Regions from separate parts of the Mus musculus genome. Here region 1 is linked to region 2. Evidence: chromatin contacts called from public ChIA-PET data. All regions are on one chromosome and are shown on one strand. The core of a region is the stretch at or near the end of the contact, and the rest is flanking DNA. Distances in the headings are between cores, read along the strand shown.

Region 1 (7,396 bases), core at 1,691-4,190, 250 kb before region 2:
TAAAGGTGTGCACCACCATGCCTACCCACCTGATTTTAGTCTTTGTTCTACTTATCTATGGAAAAGCTCACTCATCTAAGAGACTGGAGCACATCTGGACGCTGTAACAATCACATTCTATTTTAGTAGCTGATATCACATCATAATGCTAACAGTTAAGTAACTCCAAAGTTCTGAAAATGGGAAAAGGCTCACAATGTCTGAGCTCACAGAGGAACTTATGTTAAAAGAATGGGACTTTCCTACAAACCCACACAGGCTCACATCAAAACTACTTCAACAATTCAAAGACTTAGAAATTTAAGTAAAAATAGTTGCAAACTAAGATATGTGTACCCAGATATTTAAAGTTTATTATTCACTTATTTGAGCCAGCATATGTAACTTATGTGTGTATACACATGTATGTATTTGTCTGTGTGGGTGTGGGTAGATGTGAAAGTCAGTCCTTCCCTTCCACTTTGTCTGAGGCAGGATCTCCTTGTAGATACTACTACTTGTAGATACACTACTGAATATGCCAGGCTAGCTGGTTGCAACCTTCTGAGAATTCTGTCTCTCTCTAGATCCCACCTCACTGTAGGAGAGCTAGGATTACAGGTGTTCAACCTACCATGTCTAGCTTTATATGGGTGCTTAGGATCTGACCTCAGGCTCTCATAGTTGCATGACGCTTCACCCACTGTGCTGTCTCTTCAGGCAGTTTTTATTAAAGTAATGGCCACACCCCAGTTTGGATTGTGCTATGCTGACCATCACCCAAGCATCCCCCTTCTCACTGTTATCATCTGGGGGCTGCAGGCTTTCTTAGCACATTCAAGGGCCATTTTTAAAGGACTCTCATGTCAGGATCCCTGCAACTATTTCTGAGTTTTAAAATAGAATCTGCCTGTGCTCTGCTGCCTCATCTGTTCATCAAATAAGGGAAAGGACACTGAATGCTCACTGTCTGAGCAGGGAGAGTAGTCATCACTGAAGGGCAGATAGAATCTCGGCAAAGATGCCACTGCCCATGAGCTGGGGGTAAAATTCAGGACTGAGCTGCCTTTAGATGTACTCCTATGAGCCCAACAGTCTTGGGCCCAAAAGGAACATTCCGGCAGGTGCTGTCTCCTACCACTGAAAGAGTAGCTCCTCTTATCTGTTTGGCAGCCAGTAGTCAGAAAGTTCTTTTTATAGCTAACCTAATTCTCTTCCACTCAAACTCAAATTCATTTGTTTTTCTCATATATTCCATAAATACGAAGACCTTCACTGCATTAAATGCTTAGAGTGGGGCATGGGGGGAGCTGGAGGACACACAGGTTTTGATTACCTTTCACTGCACAATCATAAGTTCTTAAACTTTCATGCATTTTGCTAATGGAAGAACTGTTCCGTTAGTCAAGAAGCTAATTTGTAAGTAATGCCAACTTTTGAAATGTGCATATATCTGAAATTGCTATTTGAGAATTTAAAAGGAGTCCTTTCCAGCACTGATAGGTCTTAAGATAAAACAGTGACAGCAACTGTAAGGTGGCCTTGTCAGGCACAGTGCTCAGTGTGCAGTGTGCAAAGTATCCTTTTTATCTATGCTATATGAAATAGGTGCCTTTCAAATTCAGGGACAGGCCGAGTTACATCACCAATTACAGAACTACCAAATGCAACCAGAGCTGTGTGCTGAAGGTATTCAGTCATCTGTTATCAGCACTTTCACTTCAGTGAGCCTCAAGGTGCTGGGGATCCACTGAGGCCTTGGGTGAGCAAAGCAGGCAGTCTTCCCCTGAGCTCCACCTCACTAAACAAAGAATGCTATTCTTAAGGCCAATTTCTTTGTAGCCAATTTTACTTTTCTCACTTCTTTCCACTTTAAAACTTATGGCAAAGCAAGAAATCTAAGCGTTCACAAATTGAAACATCCTAAGATTATGAACAAAGGGGCTAGAAGGAAGGATCATAGTTAAGAACATTAGTTGATCATGCAGAAGACCTGGGTTCAGTTCCTAGTACCTATAGCATGGCTCACAACCATCTACAATTCCAGTTCCGGGATATCTGATATCCTCCTCTGTCTTCCATAGGCACCAGGCACACACACAGTATACACACGTATACACAGGAAAAATATTCATACACATAAAATAAATAAATCTGAAAGATTTTTTTAAAAAAAGTAACAACATTCTTAAAAATTAGATGAGAAGTTCTATATGGTGGCATATGACTTTAATCCCTGCATTTTGGAACCTGTAAGTTCAAGGTCAGCCTGGTCTACATAGCAAGTTCCAGGCCAGCAAGGGTTACATGAGTGAGACTCTGTCTTAAAAAAAAAAAAAAATCCATGACCTATAAGAGTAGATGGTATAAGCAACTGCAAAACGTGGCTGACTCTAGCAACCTCTCTTCAGTGTTACCACATGAAACCAAGCTTTCATTTTCATAGCTGTATGCTAGATTCTGACATTTAGTTAGGAATCCTCTCACCTCTGTCCTCAGCTGTACCTTCCTACAAAAAATGTAGACTCTTCCCTCTAGGGTCTTTACTTGGAAAGAATGTGGTTTACCATCCCAGCCTCAGGCTGACTCTGGTTCCTTTGCCAAGGCATTTCTACTACCATGGAGACAAGGATACAAATGAAAGACCCTTTCTAAAAGTTGCATATAAACCAACAATATGTTATAATTATAGAAAGCAAAATAGGATATTTTAAAACCCCCTAGTGAACAGGGGTGATTGTGCACAGCTGAAATCCCAATACTCCAGGAAGACTGTGTTTGAAGCTAGCCTATAGGTAGATAACAAACAGCCCAATCTATTTGTATTTGCATGTCATGTGGGTTTCTAGGGCAACAGTAGTAAAATCAAGCAGGTAAGCTAACAGCAGGTAAGACTGACCCAATAACCACACCATAAGACTGTGGGTGTGCCAGGGACTAGAAGAATAAATGGTATGGAAAAGTACCCAGTGTTGCTGAGTCTACAATACCACTGAAATGAAGTAAGACTAACCCATACCAACAGTGGGTGCAAAAGCACAATGGCCTGGGTGGGGAATCTCTGATAAAAGCAGGGCTTTAGACTAGGAATCAGTCACATAAGCTACTGTGCCAGGTACAAACTACTAGAGTAGGTAGCTCAGTTTAGCCTTATAATTAAATGCCAAGTGTCACAGTTCTTTAGAAGCTCATGAAGGCTGGGGCTGCTGGAAGGACACTGCAGTCACAGGACAGTGATCTAAAAGCCTTTGCCTGGCCAGAACCCACCCCTCTAGACTAACCTAAGTGAGGTCCTTACCATGGTCTGATCCTGACAAGTCCCTCTTTCATGAGACCTGCATCCACCCAGTCCACCCAGTTTCCTGATTTGATGGAAACTTACTAATACATGCAGAAGACCCAACGTGTGAGCTCGTCTATTTCTGGAAAGAGGTAGTTCTTTCCAAAATTACTGCGTCAGAACTTTTACCAGCACTAGGTTTGGTTAAAAAGGGGGAGAAGTTTATTTTTAGTTAAATAAACAGAATGGAAATTCTGTCTCGTTCCAAGAAGCAAAAGCTAAAGCTACAGTAGCGTATGTGACACAGCTGGGAAATTACTCCAGAAGGACTGGGACAGACCTTGCTTTATAAAAATTTAAATTACAAAAAGTATTTAATTATATGCAAATTCTACAGTTATTTTGCCTTTTTACGTTTTACTCATTTAATTGACATAAAAATATGCTAATTTATGGAGTATCATATGATGCTGGACACCTGTACATAACATGTAATGCTCCAATCATTATAGTTATCTGATTTACAAAGCCTATGAGATCATGTTTCTCTACCCATTTGTTTTCTAGCAAGGAACACACTACAGCCTTCTTCAGGTATTTTTCTGTGCAAACAGAAAACTCACCTTTAAGTAGATTTCACATCAATTTCACTAAAATAAGACTATGTAACCCTCTGAGTTTCCTTCCTGTTGTTTCTTCATGTATAATTGTTTAAAGTAATTGCTGGTGATTTGACTTAATCACAGCACACAGCAGGATGTGCAGGCTTCACACAGGTCTCTGGGCACTTTGTAATAAAACACAATCGTGGTTACACAACACTATGCTTCACACCCAATGCAGCACACATTTTTAAAAAGTAAAAACAAGTGCTGGAGAGATGGCTCAGAGGATAAGAGCACTGGCTACTCTTCCAGAGGCCCTGGGTTCACTTCCCAGCAACCACATGGTGGCTCATAACCATCTATAATGAGATCCCGTGCCTTCTTCTGGCCTGCAGGCATACATGTAAGCAGACTGTATACATAATAAATAAATCTTTTTTTAAAAGTGATGAAATTTAAAAATAAAAAAGTAAAAACAGAAGAAATGTTGCATATAGTTCCCTACGTACCTCAAGAGTGGTTGAGGTCAAAGATTGAAGGGAAGAGCAGGGTACCAAGTTATGTTTGGAGAGAGCAGGTATCTTTTATTGCACAGTAGGGTGAATGTAGTCGGTCTGTCTTTCTCAGAGGTAAATGTGTTAGTGAACTTTCCACTGCTGTGACAAACACTGTGGGCCTGCAGTAAGGCAGAGCTCTGGTACACAGAGGCCAGCACAATGCAAGCACCTCTCAATGAAAGCTGGATCCAGTGGCTAGTGAACAAGCTTTCAACACATGGGGCTCTTTTCAGAGAGACAATTCATATCCAATCCACAGCAGCAGCAGAAAAGCACTCTAGGTGATAGTGAGACCCTATCTTAAAATACCAGGAAGAAGAAAAGAGGAAACAGAAGTAAACACAGTGTGAATGAATCAGATCCATCATGGCTCCACTCTGTTTAAACTAGTAATGGACTCAAGCAAACACCATGCTCCTCCATTTACTTTTTCTGTAGAGTTTGGGAGGGAAATCCTAGATGGGTGTAATATCAACTTGACAGAATTTAGAATCACCTTGAAGACAAGTTGTCATGCGAGTTTCTGAATTAGGCTGAGGTAGCACACCACCTAGATGTGGGTAGTGCCACTCCACAGACTGAAGTCTTCTTGGTCTGAATAACAAGAAAAAAACAAACTGAGGGCCAGTATTCACCTCTCTGCTCCCTGGCTGCAAGTAAGATGTGGCCAGCTGCTTCAGGCTCCTGCTTCCATGCTTTCCCCACCATGGTAGACTGTACCCTCAAATTGGATCGAAATGAACCCCTCCTTCCCAACACTGTTTTAACTAGGTATTCTGTCACAATGACAACAGGACAGCCTAGCTGTACAGACAGCCTTGCTGTCTGGCAGATAGATCTTAGTGTCATAATGGAGTACATACAAATGAAGATAATTCATTTCTGATGGCTAAATATACTTCTGTCATCTTCGCAACTCCAATAACTATGTAAAATACCCTCCATGTGCTGACATAGTAGGCTTTTTTCCTAACAGGTGTCTTGTCTTATATCTGTGCCTCACAGAAAGGTACATCAAAAACACCATCAGAGAAAAGCAGTCTAAATGACTCAAACTACATAGACTTTTGATTCAACTTTTACAATACAACAGCATTTTTCCCCCATGCTATTTGTGGCCAGACTTGGTGGTGTATACCTAAAATCCTAACACTTGAGAAGTAGAGACAGGAAGAACAGCAGTTCTCAGCTACACAGAAGTTTGTGGCCGGCCTGGGCTACATGAGATTTTGTTGTGGAACACCTGACTGACAGGCAAGAGACTCTAAGTAAGTTAGAGACAGAGCACTGAAAAGAAACATTGAACAGCCGGGTGTGGTGGCGCACGCCTTTAATCCCAGCACTCGGGAGGCAGAGGCAGGCGGATTTCTGAGTTCGAGGCCAGCCTGGTCTGCAAAGTGAGCTCCAGGACAGCCAGGGCTATACAGAGAAACCCTGTTTCAAAAACAAAACAAAACAAAAAAAGATTAAAAAAAAAAAGAAACATTTAACAGATTTAAAAGTTAACCACAAAACCACAGGGCACCTCTTCTAGACATGCCCCATTTCTGATGACTGCTGTTCTGAAATTTCTGCCTCTTCTATTTATTTCTTCCATTATTTATTCTCCTTGTCTATTGAGACAAGGTCTTACTACACAGCTTAGGTTAGCTTTATACTCTTGCCCTCCTACCTTAGCCACCCAAGTGCTAGGGTTACAGAGTGTGCCACCATGCCTATTAGGATCAGCTCTGTATAACAAACATCAAAACCTTAAAATCTGATTAGTCTATCCCATATTCCTAAGTTTAAAAAATATTAGCACTATTCCAAAGTTACTAACAATAAGAGTATAATTCAAAATTCATGAACTTTATCTGTGTACCAGGTAATTAATATACTTAATACTTGACACATATTATCTCTTCTTGTATGGATGCTCTACTCATCCTAAGACGTCACTTCACTTTGCAGAAGACACTGGTGCTATGAAAAGATATATATCTTACTCCAAGTCTCATAGTCAACACCAGCCTGACTCCAGCCAAGGCTTCCCTTGCACTATGCAGTTCTGTCCCTCCCGAATGAAGTTGTTTACCTGGGAAGGCACTTATTATTCCTGATTTAAGGATAAAGAAGTTTCAGACTTGAAAAGCTGATGACATTTAGAGATACACAAGTAAAAAAGAAGCTACTCTGAGTGGATAGCTCAGGCCCCTCTCACTCCCCCTGCAAGACTGAGCTTTACTCTAAGAAGCAAATCACCTGTTCCCTGGGTATCAGCAGAGAAGACAGTCCCTACCCTTGTTTGAAGTAAACAGATAAACTCACAAAGTAAAGAAGATAAGAAAATCACACACAATGGCTCTGTCAGCCTAGCATCAAGTCAAGATACTGAGGATCTTTAAACGTGAAGCTTCCTTTCATGCCCAAGCCCACAAGAGTGAACTACTGTTAATTGTTGTCTGTCCCTGTATAGTAATGGCACTAGCTCTTTCCTCAGAAAATAAATCTCTTTCTTCCTTTTAAAAAATGGAGACAGGGTATCTCTGCAGTTCATGCTGGCTTCAAATTCTGCATCCTTCTGCGTCAGGCTCCCTTGTGCTGGGCTCATGGATGTACAACACCATGCCCAGCTCCAAAGTCAGGTTCCCAGAGTCATGAATCCTAGTACTGCAGAAAATCTGATAGGTACCATGCGTGATGAAATGAGTACTAGGAAAACAAGGCCGGCTATGAAGACAAGGAAGCTGGACTGTGTTTGTTTTCCTAGTATCCATTTCACACACAGAGAAACTGTCAAACTTTCTGCTGTGTTAGCTCTCAGAATGTCTACAATTAAGTTCTTCCAAAGCAAGCAGGTTCAACAGCTCTGACACCCTGGGATGGGGCTGTCAGAAAACAAAAAACAAAGCACAGGAGCAATTTTGTATCTCAAGGAGAATGACAAGAGAACCCACCCTAGAATACACAGAGGCACAGTCCAGTCATCAGAT
Region 2 (6,706 bases), core at 2,273-4,772:
ATCTCCAACCCGAGACACATCCGAGAAGAGGAAGTGGTTCGCACGCCCCAGACAGGCCCTGCGAGCCTGCCTTCCCTGCCTTGTTTTGATTAAAATGTGTGTTTTCTCCTCATCTTCCCTATGGCCCGTTCTCAGCGCGCGGCTGGAAAGAAGGGTGGGTTGAAGTCCCAGGCTTTGGCCATGAAAGTAGGCGATGTGCACCGCGCAAATGTGGCTTTGTCCTGCTGGAGGAGATTACCAGCCCCTCTTCGCTGAAGTAATTTCCTTTTGGCCTTGCCAAAGGAGGACTCACTCCTCAGGCTTTGCCAAAACTGGCCTCCTGGGCAGCCAGGGTTCTAGAACTCAGCTATTCTCTCTCCCTGTCCATCCCCTTCGCCCAGTGAAAGGAGTTCAGCCTACTGCAAGGCCCTTGTGATTCGAGTTTGTATATGAACTGGGGAAATACTGATGTATATCATACAGAAAAGCAGCGTGTTAGTTAGGTTAGGACCATTTCTGGTTTCTAGAAAATTCCTTCATGGTGTTCGCGCTGGTGAACAGTTAATTGCACTCTATGATATATTTTAGTGCACAGGTAGTTTTTGGTTACTTCACAGGACTTGCCTCAGACTGTCTTATCTGAGGAGATTGAGGCTGGTGACTGCTCTCAGCTGTTAGGTATTGGAGTCCTGTCCCCCGGGCTGTGAGGGAGAGAGCCTTTCTGTGACTGTGTTGCGTGCCCAGTGCCTTCTCTGGAGGACACCAGTGGCTCCACAGTTCCTGTTCTTTGTTCATTTCCCCACAGATTGTGGGAAGGAAGGTTTAATTGAATATCTTTTCCATGTTATTTGCTCCTGAGATTGAAGTGTGAAAGAAGTACTTAGTCCAAGTGTTTCTGCTTGATCCAGTTGTTTCTGAAAGAATTCACAGTCCAAGTCTAGTCTGGGTCCAGGATAGTGCTTCATTGATGAATCCTGTCAAACTTGGTAGGCATGAAAGGTGTCACCATTTAGCAGCTAAAAGGAGGGGCTCTAGAAACAGAAGGTTTGTGCTGGGATCCCCACCCTTTGGTTTGCAAACCTTATGACCCTGGGCAGGTTATGAAATCTATCTGGGCTACATCTCCTGAGTTTAAAAATGGAACTCACAGTGGTTTCTGCATAGGGGTGTGGGGAGGAAAGAGGTAAGAGAGGCAAAGTGCTTACCACGGCAAAGCCGTAATGACTACATTCATAAGTTAATTAGCTGATGCAGTAATTATCACCACCCAGACCAGGCAAGAGTTCAAGGGTCACTTGCAAGGTCGAATGTGGATAGCGTACAAAGCAAACACTGGAAGGGCTGAGGAGGTCAGCTCCACAGTAGGCATCGTTGGGACCAGGAGATGGGGACCAAGAGAAGTGACCGACTCAAGGAACAGAGGGTATTTGTGTCCAAAGCCAGGACTCTACTCCTGCCTCAGACGCCCCGCCAAGTGTGTCCTGTTCTGCTTTCAATAATAACTGTAGACACAGAAAACCAGCATGAATGGCTGTTGCTGTGGTGTGCTCGGTGGCAATCAAAAGTGCTTATTGTAGTCTGTGTTTCTCGGTGGTGATTTGATAGTGGAGTTTCCTTAGGATGTGTTTGCAGACTGTGTCATTCCCTGTTCGTGAAGTAATAATGTTAAGATGACCGCAAGGCAGAGTTCAAGTTGTAGAGTCTTGAACATGCTACCCTGGGTGGAGCTTGGCACTTTGATTGGATATTTGTTTTCTGAAATAGACTTCTCAGGGGTTCCAATAGCTTATAGAACTTCAGAGGTCATGCGTGTGATTGCCCTCACGCCCAAATCAACAGGTTTTCCAAGGCTGGTTACAGTCGTTGCTGACCCCCCTGATACATTTTCTTGCCCTTGGTGAATGTTGTTCAAAGGGCCTTTCACGGGTTGGAGGTTCCAAACCCAGGCAGGTGGTCCCAGGCAGGTGATCCTAGGCAGGTGGTCCCAGGCAGGTGGTCCCAGGCAGGTGGTCCCAGGCAGGTGGTCCCAGGCAGGTGGTCCCAGGCAGGTGGTCCCAGGCAGGTGGTCCCAGGCAGGTGGTCCCAGGAAGGTGGTCCTAGGCTCTATAAGAACACAGGCTGAGAAACCCATGGAGAGCAAGTCAGACAGCAGCTCTTCTTTACTCTGCTTCAGTTCCTGCCTCTAGGCTTCTGCCCAGAGCGCTTGACCTGATGATGTCTTGAGTTCATCCATGACTCTGTAGCCTATAAGGCTAAATAAACCCAAGTAGCTTTTTGATTAGTGTTTTATCACAGTATCAGAAAAGCAAGCTAAGATAGAGGCTTTCCACCTAGGCCCTTCCTCTTATGACTTCTTTAGTTCTCTATCCACTATCGACTGGAGGTAAGGACCACACCTGTAACATGCAGGCCTTTGGAAGAGACTTAAAATTAAAAAATTAAGACCTTTATTCTAAGTCACTGGGACGATTATTATTTTGTAGGTTCCTTTTATTGCTTTGTTTATGGCTATTCTTGGTTAATTTTTTTAAAGTTTTTCTTTCTTTCTCTCTTTTTCTAGCTTATACAGAATTAGGAGTCATCATGGTACTTTCCAAACATTCTTTGTTTTGCTTCCCCAATTCTTCCCCATTCTTTCCCCTTTCCCTCCCGCCCTCCATTGTACCTTCCCATCCCCTTTTATGCTACACTCACGTGATCTTTTCATGCATGGTTTCAAAGTATAGGACATTATTTAGCTTGAGAAACCAGAAAGGTCTTTGGCCGAGCCAAATAAAATATTTTTTAGAAAGTATTTTATTTTATTATTTTATGTGTTTGGGTGTTTTGCCCACATGTATGTCTGTGTATCACATGTGTGCAGTGCCTTTGGCGGTCAGAAGAGGCTGTTGGATCCCCTGAACTGGAGTTTCCAATGGCTGTGAGCTGCCAATAGGTGCTGGAACTCAAGAGCAGGTGTTTGACATTTCTGGAGACTTACAAAGTAGAATCTTCCCCAGGGCCTGTTGGGGTGTGCCCTCCCTGTTACAGTGTAATTGTCAGAGTCTCCAGAGCCAGCCAGGCTGAGGCTCCCTCTACATTGTTGCCATGTGCTCACGGGTCTTATGTATCAATTGCTGGGTAGACACTTGTCAGTGATTTCCCTGTTCTTCCGCTCCTGTCTTGGACCTGCTGTTAACTGGCACATGGCCTTGTTCATATCTTGTATCTCTTCCTCAGCTTTCTTGTCTTGGAGACTAAGGATAGTGGATCCTGTCCTCCCTCATCTAGGATAAAATTGATAAACTTGAGCATAAGAGAGAAATGAAAATTTGGTAAAATGAAAATGTATAGGGAAAAGGTTATATTTCCATATATACAATTACAACATTTCTTCCAAGGCCAATGAGCTGCTGGAGTGAACTAGACCAGAGTACTGGTTTAATGACTGTGATGTTGCACCTGTTTAGCCAAACTCATTTGTTCCACTGTAACATTACAAATTCCAGGGAGTAGCTAAGAATTAGACAGGAAACTCTCTGGTTTCTGTTTTAACTCTTCATCACTCTGACACGTTCAGAAGCAGGATGGTACTGCTGTTGAAATCAGGTGGGCGGTTGATGAGAGCTGACTTTACACAGCACAGAGGTTTATTTGTAAATAAATGTTGCCTACTTGAAATATTTTCTGGTGTAAATGAGTTTTAAAGACTGTGTTGTGGGAGTGCTTGCTGTGGCGTTTGCAGTAGGGTTTCACTCTTAGGAGTTTAGCAGGCTCCTTTTGGCGGCACCTGACAAGATGAGGCTCATTAGCTTTTCCCCGTGACTACATTTTTAATTCTCTCTCTCTCTTTCTCTCTCTCTCTGTGTGCTGGCATGAGTGTCACAGCACATGTGTAGGGGTCAGTCAGCCACATTGGGGATTTAGCTCACTTTTTCTTTCCAGTGTGGACTGGGATAGGGGGCTCCGGTCCCCAGTGCAGTGAGTGCTTTTATGTACTAAACTATCTCAGGCCCTTCAGCGTGGCTTTTAAGTCCCTTGAACATTGTGGTTGCAAATTCTGCGTTTCTTTCAGTTTTCCTTTGAGTGGTATTTATACTTTGGAGACAGGGTTTTCTCTGTGTAGCCTTGGCTGTTCTGGAACTTTCTCTGTAGACCAAGCTGGCTTCAGAGTCAGAGATCTACTTGTCTCTGCTTCCCAAGTGCTGGGATTAAAGGCCTGTACCAGAAGGCCCAGCTGATGGTGTTTAAATCTAAAGATCTGTATAGGATACCCTTGTACTGCCTTAATAGAAAAACTGCCTTATGACCTAGATGGTGTATATACTTTGAATGAACTGATTTTTTTTTCTGATGATGTATTTTAGAGTTATAGTTTTCTCTTTGTTTCTTTTCTTCTCTTTTTGTCTTTTCTCTTCCTTCCTTTGTTTTTTCTTTCTTCTTTCGTTAGGGAAGGAGGGATTTCAGATACACTGTGTAGTTTCCAATGCAGGCTAATGGGTCCTTTGGTCTTTCCATTCTTTTCTGTCATCATAGACAGATATAGAGGAAGTAACCATGAGTTTGTATGACATTGTCCCAGGTCAATCACAACACAGTTCACTTAACTACTAATCAAAACATCTTTGAGATGTCTGTATCATTTTTAAAGGATTCTTAGTTTCTTATTTAGTCTTAATGAACAGTACTTATTTTGAAAAGTATAAATAAAGTATTTTTCCAGTCACTGTCAGTAGAGAAAAAATGGGGGAACACAGCCATGGTCATTATTCAAACTTGGATCCTAGTTGCTATTAGTGTTTTAAAGTGTAGCATGGAAAACGCTTGTCTGGCCAGCAATGCTGAGCAGCTATGAGGTCTGGCCTATTTGTTAAAGCAAATGTGTATTCTGCCTCATTTTTAAAGCGTGTTCAAGCAGGTATGACCTATACACCTGGGAATGGCTCCCTGGCTGTGTTAGCAATCTCCACCCTAAGCACGAGGCTTCTGTTGTCGGACTCACTGTCTATGGTCTCAGTTTGTGGGACTGTTTCGTTGGTATGTGATTGAAATAAACCAAGAGTGTTTTAGTCGACTGTTTTTGAAATGGAGGAGTGAGTTCTTTCCAAATTATAACCAATAATTGGTTAAAAATAGCTGTTACAGTGCTGGAGAGATGGCTCAGTGGTTAAGAGCACTGACTGCTCTTCTAGAGGTCCTTGAGTTCAGTTCCCAGCAACCACATGGTGGCTCACAACCATCTGTCATAGGATCCAGTGCCCTCTTCTGTTGTGTCTGAAGACAGTGAACTCATATACACAAAATAAATAAATAAATCTTAAAAAAGAATAACTGTTACATAGTTAGAGCATTACCTATTCACAGATCTTAAATTGAGGATAAGTTAAAATGGCAGGCTGTTCAGAATAAAAATATTTTTTGATATTGAAATTGAAAATGTGCTGTCAAGAACTGAGTTCATGGGACTGTTCTGACAAAGTGCTTAATGCTGGCACGTGCTGTGCTTTGATTGACTTCATTCATTCACCCATTCCTTCACTTATGTCACTGACCCTTTATGATGGGCGAGACTTATACTCAAGAGATGCTGTAAATCCTTATCTGGAAAGCTGACCTTCTTTTGAGAGCTTGTGGTTTGATGTTTGGTGAAGTCTTTGGGATCACAAACACATCCAATACCTTTGCTCTCAAGTCTAGAAACCAACAGGTACTTTTGTGTCTTTTGAATCCTTTTGTGCCCAACACGAGACAGTTTCTGAGGTAGAGCTGGAACTCTATGGAGCCTACAAGGTGTTTAATGAGTAGCTGTAAAACAGATTTAGGATTAGCATCAGAGACAGGATGAACACGAGCAGAGTCAGGCAGTTCCTTTGCCATGCCATGGGAAGGTCAGACACTATGTCACAGAGTTGGAAGAGCCATTTCTTCCCCTCTTGCTGGTCTGACCTGGTTGAGATAGGCTTCAAGGAGAGGAAGAGCATGGGCTCAACTCATTAGGATGGACAGACATCTGCATCCTAATACACCCACAGTCAGTGGCACATTCTTGATATTGTCTTCTTTCATTTTCAACAGCCAGTAAAATTTTACTACTCATTTTAATAGCTCTAAAACTCCCAAAGCAAATAGTTTGATGTTGTTGGGCTAAGCAGAGATGGAAGGATGATCTGAAAACGCTTCATGCTTCACCTAAGAGAGAGCTTTGAGCTTGGGTCAGACTGTCTGTGACTACCACAACAGCTTCCAGACACTGACGTATGTGATGGGTTTAAAGAGACTGTGGCGATGACCAAGGGAACTGGAGCCTGGTCAGGAAGGAACTTGCAGTGACTGGGGACTTTTAGACAGTACCAGCCCTGTGGATTTCAGGCTTCTATTGAATTCTTCAGTTATCCATCTCCAAGGTTGTATATTTGTTGTTTTCCCTATGGGCTGTGTCCAGCTTCTCTGGATTTTTTCCCCCTGAGGTAGAGTCTCACTCACATTGCAGCCCCGGCTGCCCTGGAACTCAATATGTAATGCAGGGTGGTCTCAAACTTGTACTGATCCTCCTGAGTGCTGGCATTGCAGGTGCGCACTGCCACACCTGATTTAAAGTCATTTCTAATTATTTTTAACTCAAGTTCCACAGCCCCTCTCCTTCTGACTTGGCTTCACTGTCCTAAAGAGTGACAAAGTTCAGGGATTCGCATGAATGCAGGGGAGGGCAAGGGAAGTTGACACACATCTAAGCTCATATCTAAATTCT

The links. ChIA-PET counts read pairs in DNA pulled down with a chosen protein or histone mark.
Region 1: a contact with region 2 is called in an RNA polymerase II ChIA-PET map of memory CD8 T cells, with 6 read pairs. The contact joins two enhancer-like sites. A contact is called at or near these places in 3 of 115 datasets of contacts at active chromatin or transcription factors (the 230-238 cell line, CD8 T cells and memory CD8 T cells).

Annotation. Positions count from the first base shown.
Region 1 is chr6:146,742,740-146,750,135 of GRCm38.p6, reverse strand. The region is part of intron 1 of Stk38l (serine/threonine kinase 38 like); the gene reads right to left. Among named protein-coding and RNA genes, the nearest start is that of Stk38l, 22 kb to the right of the region's middle. Within about 2 kb of position 2,940, at least 46 of the 459 cell types and tissues checked have an H3K27ac peak or open chromatin away from gene starts, as enhancers often do. A contact at or near this core is called in CD8 T cells and memory CD8 T cells, where this site is marked.
Region 2 is chr6:146,494,932-146,501,637 of GRCm38.p6, reverse strand. All of the region lies in intron 1 of Itpr2 (inositol 1,4,5-triphosphate receptor 2), which reads left to right. Among named protein-coding and RNA genes, the nearest start is that of Itpr2, 3.9 kb to the left of the region's middle. Within about 2 kb of position 3,522, at least 21 of the 459 cell types and tissues checked have an H3K27ac peak or open chromatin away from gene starts, as enhancers often do. A contact at or near this core is called in CD8 T cells and memory CD8 T cells, where this site is marked.